Regions from separate parts of the Mus musculus genome. Here all the other regions are linked to region 1. Evidence: chromatin contacts called from public HiChIP or PLAC-seq, Micro-C and promoter capture Hi-C data. All regions are on one chromosome and are shown on one strand. The core of a region is the stretch at or near the end of the contact, and the rest is flanking DNA. Distances in the headings are between cores, read along the strand shown.

What was found. Promoter capture Hi-C pulls out the DNA fragments that hold promoters and counts their contacts. Hi-C and Micro-C count contacts between places; a contact is called where the count stands out from the background. HiChIP or PLAC-seq counts read pairs in DNA pulled down with a chosen protein or histone mark.
Region 2: a contact with region 1 is called in a Micro-C map of embryonic stem cells, with 1.8 times the contacts expected there. The contact joins the enhancer-like site here to the promoter of Dpysl4 in region 1. A contact is called at or near these places in 2 of 39 promoter capture datasets (HPC-7-derived erythroid cells and embryonic stem cells), 1 of 484 Hi-C or Micro-C datasets (embryonic stem cells), 1 of 115 datasets of contacts at active chromatin or transcription factors (embryonic stem cells) and 1 of 9 other capture datasets (liver).
Region 3: a contact with region 1 is called in a promoter capture Hi-C map of embryonic stem cells, with 3 times the contacts expected there. The contact joins the enhancer-like site here to the promoter of Dpysl4 in region 1. A contact is called at or near these places in 8 of 39 promoter capture datasets (the 3T3-L1 cell line, 3T3-L1-derived adipocytes, the HPC-7 cell line and 3 more), 1 of 115 datasets of contacts at active chromatin or transcription factors (embryonic stem cells) and 1 of 9 other capture datasets (liver).
Region 4: an H3K4me3 HiChIP or PLAC-seq map of stem cell-derived neural progenitor cells shows a contact between it and region 1, with 4 times the contacts expected there. The contact joins the enhancer-like site here to the promoter of Dpysl4 in region 1. A contact is called at or near these places in 15 of 39 promoter capture datasets (the 3T3-L1 cell line, 3T3-L1-derived adipocytes, cranial neural crest and 9 more), 1 of 15 datasets of contacts at CTCF or cohesin (embryonic stem cells), 9 of 484 Hi-C or Micro-C datasets (the HL-1 cell line, brown adipocytes, embryonic fibroblasts and 3 more), 12 of 115 datasets of contacts at active chromatin or transcription factors (cardiomyocytes, differentiating embryonic stem cells, embryonic forebrain and 5 more) and 3 of 9 other capture datasets (adipose tissue, embryonic stem cells and liver).

Annotation. Positions count from the first base shown.
Region 1 is chr7:139,084,597-139,087,296 of GRCm38.p6, reverse strand. It overlaps Dpysl4 (dihydropyrimidinase-like 4), which reads right to left and starts at 1,296. Exons shown (of 14, transcript NM_011993.4): 1 at 1,136-1,296. The coding sequence starts at 1,174.
Region 2 is chr7:139,362,909-139,365,608 of GRCm38.p6, reverse strand. No RefSeq gene overlaps it. Among named protein-coding and RNA genes, the nearest start is that of Gm32571, 3.4 kb to the right of the region's middle. Within about 2 kb of position 1,263, at least 195 of the 459 cell types and tissues checked have an H3K27ac peak or open chromatin away from gene starts, as enhancers often do. A contact at or near this core is called in embryonic stem cells and liver, where this site is marked.
Region 3 is chr7:139,527,973-139,530,672 of GRCm38.p6, reverse strand. All of the region lies in intron 8 of Inpp5a (inositol polyphosphate-5-phosphatase A), which reads right to left. Among named protein-coding and RNA genes, the nearest start is that of Gm33031, 53 kb to the left of the region's middle. Within about 2 kb of position 1,277, at least 45 of the 459 cell types and tissues checked have an H3K27ac peak or open chromatin away from gene starts, as enhancers often do. A contact at or near this core is called in embryonic stem cells and stem cell-derived epiblast-like cells, where this site is marked.
Region 4 is chr7:139,466,887-139,469,586 of GRCm38.p6, reverse strand. All of the region lies in intron 2 of Inpp5a (inositol polyphosphate-5-phosphatase A), which reads right to left. Among named protein-coding and RNA genes, the nearest start is that of Gm46004, 79 kb to the right of the region's middle. RefSeq lists an enhancer at 1-2,700. Within about 2 kb of position 1,431, at least 174 of the 459 cell types and tissues checked have an H3K27ac peak or open chromatin away from gene starts, as enhancers often do. A contact at or near this core is called in the HL-1 cell line, adipose tissue, embryonic fibroblasts and 5 more, where this site is marked.

The DNA.
Region 1 (2,700 bases), core at 47-2,546:
TTTGGGGGAGCAAGCAATACTGTGATATACACTATCTAGATGAATGGGAATTCCAGTGAGCCCTCTCTCTTTTCATGAACACTGCTTGACTAGGCAGGAGACTGCTACCTCCATCTCTACTCACTGCCAGCTAGCTGGTGGGACTTTTCCCTCAGGCCTGGACCCCTAGGAACAGTAGGCAGCCAAAAGGCAGGAACTACTTTTGGTTCCTCTAATAGGAGAAGAGGACTCCCCGTAGAAGGCTAGGGAGCTGACCTCTCCAACAGCCTGATTAGACTCCAGAGCTCTTATGATGAGAACAAGTCTAGAGCTTTTTAAAGACCTCCCGGAGCCCGCGACCTGGTCCAGCTGATCCCAGCTCCCTTTCCCTTCCCCCGAGGCTTCCAGCAGCCCCATTGGGAAGGCTTTGTTTCCTGGCCGGCAGGGTGGACACACTGACCTCTCACTTTCTGCGTGTCTGTATTGAGGAGGTCTGTTCTGAAAGGGGGCTCTGTAGGGATGTTGGTTTCAGTGGTCAGTTAGTACTCACCTCTCCGTGGAGTCTCCGAACCCGGCTTCGTGCAGGGGCTCGGGGCCTCCAGGGACATCAGATCTACTAGCCAGGGCTAAATCGCTTTGTCTCGGACAAAGCGCTAGAGACACGAAAGCGGCGCGCCCAGGGGGTAGACGGCCACGGGCTGCTCTGGGAGCAGCTTCGGACGTCCGAGTGCCTTGAGGCCCCGGGGCCAACAAAGGCTGTGTCCGCCGGGCGTCCTGGAGACAGAGCTCCAGGCAATGTCCACTTGAACCCCATCCGCCACACGCTAGACCCAGCAGGAGGCCGGCCACCTATGCTCCGGCTAGCAGGCCGCTCGCGTACCCGGCCTCTCCAAGCGGATCACCGGATTCCGGAGAGCTGGCGGGGCCGCGGGCCTGTGCGCCGACTGCGCAAAGGGTTCCGCGCGGCCTGGAGAGCTCTCTCCGCTGCTGGCGGCGCGCGAAGGAGAGGGCAGAAAAGGTGGCGCTGGGCTGGGGACTGGAGCAGGTGTGGGACTCACGGACAGGGCCGGGAGGGTCGTCCGTTGAGCGTGCAAGCCAAGCCACTCCCGCCGTGGGCAAGGGGCGCAGACGCAGCGAGGGCGGGGGCCCGACTCACCGTTATCCGGGGAATGCTCTTCTTGCCTTGGAAGGACATCCTGATACACGGGCGGGCTGAGTGTCCTCGGTAGGGGCTGCGCGGGCGTGGACGTACCGACGAGGACACGCGCGGAGCTTAGGAAGTCCGAGTGTGAGCTAGCCCGGCTCTGGGCTCCGATTAGCTTATTTGCATCCAGGCCCCGCCCACCGACCGTCATTTGCATCCGGGCCCCTCCCCCTTGCTCCCGTTTGTGCTGGTTTGCTTGGAAATCTTTCCCTTTTCCTTTTCTTTTCCTTCCCTCTCTCCCTCCCTTCCCCAAGAGCATCCTGGAGGCCACAGGCTGGGACCACTGCACCCCGGTCCACCTGTGCGGAGTAGAGAAGGATGACTTACGACCTGTCAGGACCATCACTTATGAAGTTTGCAATCAGGGAATGACAGGAGAAGAGTTACCTGGCCAGCCTGGCCGCACCTAGCCTTGTTCTGTGGTGGCCCGAGGCATCCTAGGCTCCAGGGTTCAAAACTAATTCTCACATCTAGGTGGAGGAGCCAAAATCTAGCCTAGCATCTCTAGCAGAATCCATACATATTCAAGGAATGGTTCCGGGTTGGAGCGCAATCCCCTAGCCTGGTGTGACCGCGGGACTAGGGAGTGGTGATGCCTAGGCCAAACTGTTCCTTGGCAGGTCACACCAGTCTAAGGTAGGAGGTGGGTAGTCATTGAAGTGGCAGAGAGAAACAACCAAGACAAAGATGAAAGGGCTGGACTGGACACTGCCAGGGAAGACCGAAGAGGAGACTCTGTAGAGAAATCCAGGTGGGACCAGGACCGATAGCTAGCCAAGCTTCCTGCCCCAAACCTGAGTCCTACTTCCTTTACCTGCTGAGGCCTGCAGACTGGGGCCACATTGGGCAGGCCCCAGGGACAGGTTGCGTTGGCTGGATCATCTCTGCCTGGCTCTTTGGGGGCCCTGTGGTTCCTGGTGTAGCTCACCAACCTGAGGACTTCTTCAGGCTGTCGGGTGGTGCATCCATCGATAGCTCTTATTTTCCAAGACATCCTCCGCACAGCAGAAGAAAACACCAAGCTTAAGCCCAGCCAGAGGCTTCACAGACATGCAGGGTAGGGCCGGCTATCACAGTGGGAGTAGGATATTTGCAGCCAGGTGACCCCAACCCCTAGCATGAGGCCTGCATGTGGAATGGGGCAGTGCTGCAACCTCTTGGGCCCCCTCGGAGCCCACATAAGCCTTTCTGTACTGATGCTGTCCATAAACAGAGGGTGCTGAAAGCGTTGGGCCAGGCCAGAGGCACCAACTGTCCTGAAGAACCCTGGCGACTTGCCCTCAGGACACAACTTCCACCCCACTCCCAGAAGGCAGGGCAAGAGCTGTGAAGCTGGTGTCTACTCCAAGTGCTGTGGCAGCATCCATGCTGGACCATGATGCATCCATGCTGGACCATGATGCATCCATGCTGGACCATGATGCATCCATGCTGGACCATGATGCATCCATGCTGGACCATGATGTAAGAAGAGGGTCTAAGGACCAGCAAGGACAGCCTATTCTAAAGCCGAGGTT
Region 2 (2,700 bases), core at 14-2,513, 280 kb before region 1:
GCCACTAACCCTGGCAGAGTACATTCAAACAGAGCGCACAAAGTGTTCCTGACGGCTTGGTGACACAGACCATCCCTGCCATACTCCTGCATACATGCAGACAGGGCTTCCCCATGGGTTTTTTTTGGGGGGCAGGGGGGCGGGACTCTGGTAGAGGACATTTCCTACTTTTTTTTTAATGTATTGTTTACAGAGAAAAGTATCTTTTTATAGCCAGAAAGCTGTTTCCAGCTGAACTGCTCACCCTTACCCTGTGCTTGTGTTGGGGGCCAGGCTTGCCTGCAGGAGTCTGTCTCATAGGATCCTAGTCCCTGCTGGAGCTGGGGGCTGTGAAGGCTCAGCAGAGCCTGGGCTTGTTTGGTTCTCTAGCCTCTGGCTACAAAAGTGCCACTGTTTTAGGATAGGCAATTGGTCTGGGGTAGGTCAGTCTGAGGACAGCACAGTGCCCACGACCTCAGAAACTGACGGAAGGATTGGCTGAGGGTTCAAGCCCTGTCCAGTGTGGCTTCCGGGGCTGAGTCTGGGGTGGAGGTCGGGGTGTCCTTTGTCTGAAGTTGATGTGTGTGATGACGGGGTTGGGTGGGACGAGGGGCTGCTGTCCGTGGCTGCTTTCCCTGTGGAAACGGGTTATAGATTCAGGTGTTCCCCGACTGTACCAGATGCCCTGCATTCCCCTGCGGGCCAGATGCTGTCAGGAGAAGGATGTAGGCTGGCTTCCTGGCACTGCCCTCAGGTTCCAGGCTTGCCTTCAAATTCTTAAGTCACTTTTGAACAAGGATACCGTATTCTGTTTTGCCTTGCTTCCTCCTGCCCAACACAAGAATTGTAGAAGCAAGAGGTTCCTTGTGTCCAGAAAAAGACCCCACAGATGTTGGTGAATTGCTGGGGTCAGAGTCAAAGGCCTGAAGAGTCTCCTTGACCAAAGAGCAGTCAGAGTCAACAGGAACAGCCCCACCACAGTTACCAGGATGCATCAGGATAGAGGTCAGGCTGAGGAACCCCCAACCTGAGCAACAAGGTGGTATACTGGAGCCCCACAGCCCCTCAATGAACCCCCTCCCACCCCCCACCCCCCATTCTCCAGCAGCTCTGAACAGTGAGACCAGCCCAGGAGGATGGCTCTATCCACTCCTAATTATAACTTCCAGTGCTGGCCCAGCTAGCCGCTAGCTATTTTTAGCGTTCTCTAACCCAGCCCCCTTGTGACTCAGCAAGGTCCGGCTGGGATGAGAAAGTTGCTGTTGCCAAGGATGCTCCAGGGAAGAGAGCCGGGCAGCGCGGACCCTGGAGGTGGTGGGCAGGCCATAGAGCCTTCCCTTCCTTGGACCTTGGGCCTACAGAGCTCCGAGACAGCCTCAGCTGCTCTGCCCCTCCCCCACCCACCACTCCTGCACTTCTGGCTCAAAGCCGGCTCCTCCCCCACAGGCGAGCATGGAAAATCTGATGTCAGAATTCCAGCTTCTGCAAGGAATGTGGCCTGACCTTCACCTCCCAGGGAGCCATCTTGCCTGAGGCTCAAGGGGGTGGGCATATCCCCACCAGGCTTCTCTGGGCACTCTAAGACCCTCTCCACTTGAACAGGAGTACCCATCCTCCCCACCACAGCCTGCCCACCCTGGCCTACTACTGGTTTCGGCGTCTAGCCCTATTGCTGAGCACCCAAAGGTGCCAGGCAGCCTGTCACTGAGCTGGCCTCACCCCAAAAGCTCAGTTAATTACAGCTGCCCAGAAAAACAGCTTCTGAAGTGGGTCACAGGGTGAATGGGTAGCAGCGCGCGGGTTCCTACCCCAGCCAGGATCCCTGAACCTGAGCAGTATAGAAATCCCATCTGTGCAGTCCTGCAAGGGGTCTCCAGGATGGGGGAGGGTAGGTAGCAAAATAAAAGAAAGCTGGGGGCAGGATGAGTGCTGTGTACATGTGTAGACGTTTGTGCGTGTGGTATATACTACAGGTGTATGCTTGTGTGTACACAAAAACAGTGTTTGTATTTACACTCATTCCCTCAGGGCCAGACTCAGCATTGAGTAGGAACACCAGCCCAACAGGGGTGGGCACTGACCACCCTCCTACAGAATGGGAAGGCTTTGCCATGGGCAAAGGTGGAACTGTCCAGGAGCTGGAGTGGAGACCGGCAGGCCTGCTGAAGCCTTCCAAGTCCCAGTCCTTACAAGTTCTTAGAAGCCCTGGCTCTGCGCCTCCCTGGCAGCCCCAAGTAGCCTTTGAGTGCGGGAGACTGACCTAGGCTAAAGCGGAGACTGGTTGGCCTCTCCAGCTCTGCAGGAGGACGGGCATCCGTTGCTGTTTTCTGCCTTTCTGCCTTTCCTATGAAATGTCTGGGACTAAGTCTTCATGGAGCTTATGCCCTTGGAAGAGGAGGTTACCAAAACCCAGCTTGCTAATGTCCACAGTGGCGTCCGTCATTCAGTATTGGCCCTTTGTTCCTGTGCTTCAGCGTTAGAGTGCTTTCATACTGAGGGGAGAAAATTCATTCGTCAAGTCAGTTCCACCCTGTTAATCCTGCACTTGTTCGATATCTTCTAAGCCTGGCTTTAATAAAGCAGGGAAAATAGGAAGATTTATAAAAAGCCATTTTAGAGACTGGAGGCGGTATGCTTTTTTTTTTTTTTTTTCCATTAATCTCATTGTCACTTAGCAAATGATTTCCATTTGAAACACCTGGCTAGCTATCCCTGCTGCTG
Region 3 (2,700 bases), core at 28-2,527, 440 kb before region 1:
TTGTGAGAAAATAATGGGGGGACAGAGGGGTGCTTTATGCCAGGGCTTCACAGTTGTAATGTAAAAATGTCTCTGTTGAACTAGCTAGGCCACATTTCAAAGAGGACACTGAAGGCTCCTGTCACTTGGCAGAAAAAAAAAAATCTCATCTCATGGGCCGAGCACTCAGTAAGGTTTTAGGGCATGCTCACAGTTGCTGCCTCAGGGTCCTGGTTTAGTCACCCCAGATGCCCCCAAAGGGCTAACCTTGTGTCAAGAAGAGAGAGCACACCAGTGAGCAGCGCAGGTGCTGCCTGGAGCCATGGGAGGGTGGCAGCCTCTCAGCATCCCAGGCCCTAGCACAGATGCCTCCAACTTCCTGGTCCTCTGGACCTGCCTGAATTTCTCAGAGCCTGGCACACTCTTTACAGACTATGGGTTTTCTTTTAAAATCTTTCATTAATAGTGTATGGTAGTACATGTCTTTAATCCAAGCACTTAGATGGCAGAAGCAGGCAGATCTTTGAACTCAGACGTTCAAAGCCAGCCTGGTCTACAAAGCAGGTTCAGGCTGCTAGGGCTAACACTGTAAGATGCTGTCTCAGGACAAAATAACCCCTCCACACACATACATACATGTGTGTGCACACACGACTTTAGGCTAAAGAGTAGGCTCAGTGGTTAAGGATACGTGTTGCTCTTACAGATGGTCTGGGTTTGATTTCCAGAATCCATATGGTGGCTCACAGTCCCAGGAAAGCCAATGTTCTCTTTGGCCTCCATGAGTACTAGGCACATATGTGATATACATTTGGGTAAAGCGTTCATACACATAAATAATAAATCTCAAAACGTTTAAAAGTCTTTTATAACTAGATATTTAAAGCTAAAACCTCATAAAGTACACAAACACAGAAACACTACCATCTGACACAATTAGTGTTGGCTAGCCAGGCAAAGCATGGTGGCTCACAAGAGCTCAGGCAGCAGAGGCAGGAGAATTGCTGTGAGCACCAGGCCAGCCTAGGTTACAGAGTAAGTTCCTTTCTAAAGCAACAGAAGAAAGAAAGAAAGAGAGAGAGAGAGAGAGAGAGAGAGAGAGAGAGAGAGAGAGAGAGAAAGAGAAAGAGAAAGAGAAAGAGAAAGAGAAAGAGAAAGAGAAAGAGAAAGAAGATTAACAATACAAAGCAAACCTGCAAAGAAAAAGAAAGAATGTGAAGCCAGGCAGTCCTGCAGTGAGGTCTCAGCCCCTCCCTGGCTCCCAGGTGTGTCAGGTGTCTTTGCATGTGGCTCTAGTACAACCAGGCAGGCAGGCAGGCAGGCAGGCAGGCAGGCAGGCAGGCATACCTCACAGCTGAGGCTCTGGAGAGCTGTCAGAGTTGACCCTTGGACTTGTTTCTTTATAACTTCTATTAAAATAATCTTAGATTTGGAGAAAAGTTATGACATACAGGGCCCATTTTAATACCATCTTTCTTTCTCTTTTGTGGACAGGGATGCAAGACTGTTCATCCCTGGGTCTAATGCCCCACTTCTCATCTCAGACTAAGACAGGGACCTACTGGCTGGACAGGGAGATTAAACCGAGAAGCCAGCCTCTCTATCTCAGCCTCCTCACTGTCTCCTGCAGCTCCGTGGGGCTTGCAGACAATGCTCACACGGTTCCCAGTGCTGCTGTGAATACAGCGCTGTTGGTGGCGGTGTCCATTCAAAGGCCAGTACAGCATTGTCCTCCCCAATCAGCACAGTAGAATGCAGTCTGCTGGTGGCTGCCAAAAGGTTAGCCTCCCGATGAAAGGGCGGGCCATTATTCACCACTCCCGCAGAGCGCCCCTTTGTGCCCAGCAGCCCAGCCCTACACTGCGGAGGTCCGGATCTGCGGCTGGCTGAGCTCGCCACAGAAGCCATTCATTGGGATGCAAAGATGCACAAAGGTGGCCCCTGGACCCAGAGGCTGCTTTTTTGGAGGCTGGAGGCATGGTGGTGTAGGGCAATGACATATTCTAATGCCTTACCACACTGACAAGCTGACCATGGTCACCAGGACTGATGGACATTTGGTCTCTCTCTCGGCTCCCAGCTCCCTGGGAGGTCCCAGAAAAAGGGCCATGGAGCAAACAGCAGGAAATGCCACACAGACAAGGCCTTTGCTGCTGGCTGCTGATTCACTAGCCTAGGAAGGCGGCCCCATGGAGGAACACACCACAACCACAGGGGCATCTGTCAGGGGCACCTACCCAAGACTCTGGCAATCTCCTTGAAATTGAGACATGATCCTGAGGTAAGACATTAGAGTTGAGTGCTATCCTTGGTCTTGATGGGGGCAGCAGCAGCCATTTTTCTATTCCCGGAGCTAGTGAGCAGCATTGCCATGGCCTCCACACAAACATAGATAGCTAAGCAGGGCCCATAGCAGAGGGTACACTTGGTCAAGTGTCAGGGGTCAGGGGTCAGAAAGAATGATTTGAGGATACCAAAGGATGAGGGTGCCTGGGTTCATAGACCTTGTGGGGAAGGCAGGCATGGACAGGAATTGGACATTTTGTTGGGACAAAGCACCTGAACCCGTTTCTAATTGCCTGAGCTGTATCCCACAGTAGAGGCTGAGTGAGGCTTCAGGCTTGGTATAGAACCTGCACAGGCATTAACCTCAGATGAAAGAGACTGACTGTATACAGATTTACAAGACAAGCCCCAGACTGGGGCAATAATAGGGGAAGC
Region 4 (2,700 bases), core at 182-2,681, 380 kb before region 1:
TACTGCTGGTTTCTAAAGTGTGCCAGGAATCACTGGCTAAGGAACAGAAGGCTCCTCAGTGTCAAATGAGAGTGCTTGCTCAACTCACTATACAAGCAATACCAGCCTGGGGAAGGGTGGTATTCAGCACCTACCTATTTCCCTGGGGCCAGTGCCTCGAGCACACCCTGTGGGTGGAGATACCAGTAACTCATGCCATGTAGCAGCAATTGCAGACTCACAGCACAGGCAGGTCAACCAGGGCCACAGGCAGAGACAGCGCCACACAGTCATTAAGGAGAGATGAGCCCAGGGCTATCACGATCTTCAGTCTCACTGTCACTTACTTCATTATGTCACTTACTTCATATAATTTGATTCTTAATAATAGCAGCATCGAATGTCTGACCCACAGCTCCTGAGCACTCCGTAGGCTCCAGAGAGCTTGCCAGCCAGTTGTAGCTGCCCACTTAGCAAAGGGTGGAGTCAGCAGAGGAAAAGCAAGGGCTATCCAGGAACCACACAGGACTATGATTCTTGCTTTGCCACTGGCTTCAGAGGTCTCGAGCCACAGCTGAGAGTCTGTAGTGTGACTCCTCCCCTTAGATAAATGTTGTAAGGTATTAATGAGAATGTAGGAACCAAGTCCCCAGCACAGGAGGACAAGTGACACTTGTTTGGAATCAGCATTTGTGCCAAAGGCTACATCAAGGGCAAGCAAGATATCGTCATGATGGGCACAGGCTGTCCCACTCAAAACCAGAGAAGTTGGAGATCTCATGTAATATCCTCATAGCAGCTACAAGACAACCAGCTGGCCCCTGTGCTGGTCTGAACTGGCTGCCTGAAGGAGCTTTGTGCCCTTGAAGAGCCTGGGCAGGCAACATAGCTGGCTTGAGAGCAACACAGTCAGTTTTCTTGGTGAAGCCAGTGGACCTCACAGGTTGCCTGGCAGCAGGATGTCTGGAGGATAGAGCGTAAAGTCAGCTGCTATCAGATGTCACATCATGGCACCGCTGGTGGGAAATACCCTGGAAAATAAACTCCAGCCCTCCACAGGAAGTAGCTGTGGACTGCATGGAATTCCATTCAGTGCTGCCCTTGCTTGACAATGGGACTGACAGGTCTTCTCCAGGACACAAGGAGCCACTTCTGACTTAAAGATGACGCAGCTGCTGCAGAGAGGTTCTAGTGCCATTTCTGTGAATGTAGTCTTCAAGGAAAGCTCAAAAATACATTAACTAACATTTAATATAGTAAAATATTTGGAAAAGCGTGAACTAGACATTTTGGCCAGAAAGAGCACAGGGGTTTACATACACCATGCAGGCTGGAACACAGCCTTCCAACAATAAGTCCTTCTCTGTTTGGGACACAGTGCAGATGCCTGAGTACAGGGCCAGCTCAGCTCCCAGGAAGCCTACACTGTGAGCCTGTGGTCATCGACCCTGTACACTGCCAAGAGCAGAGCTAAAAATAGCAACAACCAGGCCTTGTTAGGTAGGTTTCCTCCAAAGAGGAGTACTGGTGACCTAAAAAGGAATTCCATCCTGCAGGCTGTACTACAGGAGCCCGGCCACCAGGATAAGCACTAGGGACAAAAGAGCTCTCTGGGCTGCGACCAATGCCAGGTTCTAAGCACCCACTGCCCGGGGCTCAGCTGGGGGCTCTACCACATCATATGGGCTGGGCAACAGGCACCCCATACCTGGGTCTGTGGTTCTCTAGTCTGGGATTCACTAGCTACAGCTCGTGGCTACAGCTCGTGGCAGGCCTCATCCAACGACCTCTCTCAAGTCCATGCCTAGCACAGAGGGCCAGCTTGGGGGCGGGGGGTCAGGGCGCACTGCTCTGCACAGGACACTGTAAATTTCACTGACCCTGTGAGCAGGCAATGTAGCTGGCCTAAAAGCACAGCCCAAGGTTTTTTGGTGAGGCCAGTGGCTCTTGCTGTGTTCTTCCCTTGTGGGCAAAAGTCCTAGCAGTTCCTATGGGGACTTAGGAGAAGCCTGCAGCCCGTGAAGAGTGACAGACAGAAGCTGTGGGACGAGGTCCTGTCTTTGGACCCTATGCTTAAGGAATTCTAAACTATACAGACTGATTCATTTTCATTTAAGAAGCCTGTGCCTCTAACTAAGATCAGAGCAAATTCAAACTGAAGACCGCATGCACAGAGCTGCAAGGCCTCCGCTAGTTTCCCTGGCTTTCCGGCAGGGCCATGGCCTTGTGAGCACAGCCAGAAAAGCTGTGGTGCCATTGGACAGCTCTCTCAGGAAGCTGCTTGCCACACAGAGTCTTGTAAAGTCCTTCTTCACTCTGGCCACCTCTAGCTCACTGGTGTTTACTGTGAGGCACACAGTAGAAAGGGGAGCCCCATCTGTGCAGTCCAGAGCCTCCAAGGTTCCCAGAGCCCCTGTCAGCTCCATGAGCTGTAACAAATGGAGGCAGTTTCTCAGTTGAGGTTCCCTTCTTTCAGATAACTCCAGCGTGTGACAAGTTGACACAAAACCACCGAGCACAGTCCTCATGGCCCAACCAACTTTCTTTTTTAAGTGTCTTGCTCCACCCATTTTCCTCTGGCATGACAAATGACACACAGCCTGTGCTGGAGAGGAAGGCCTGCAGCATTACTGAGTCTCCTGCCACTGTCCTCTGTTCCACCCTGACAGGAGAGGGTGTCACTCCTCTTCAGGGCCTGCTTCTCACACTCTGGCCTGACTC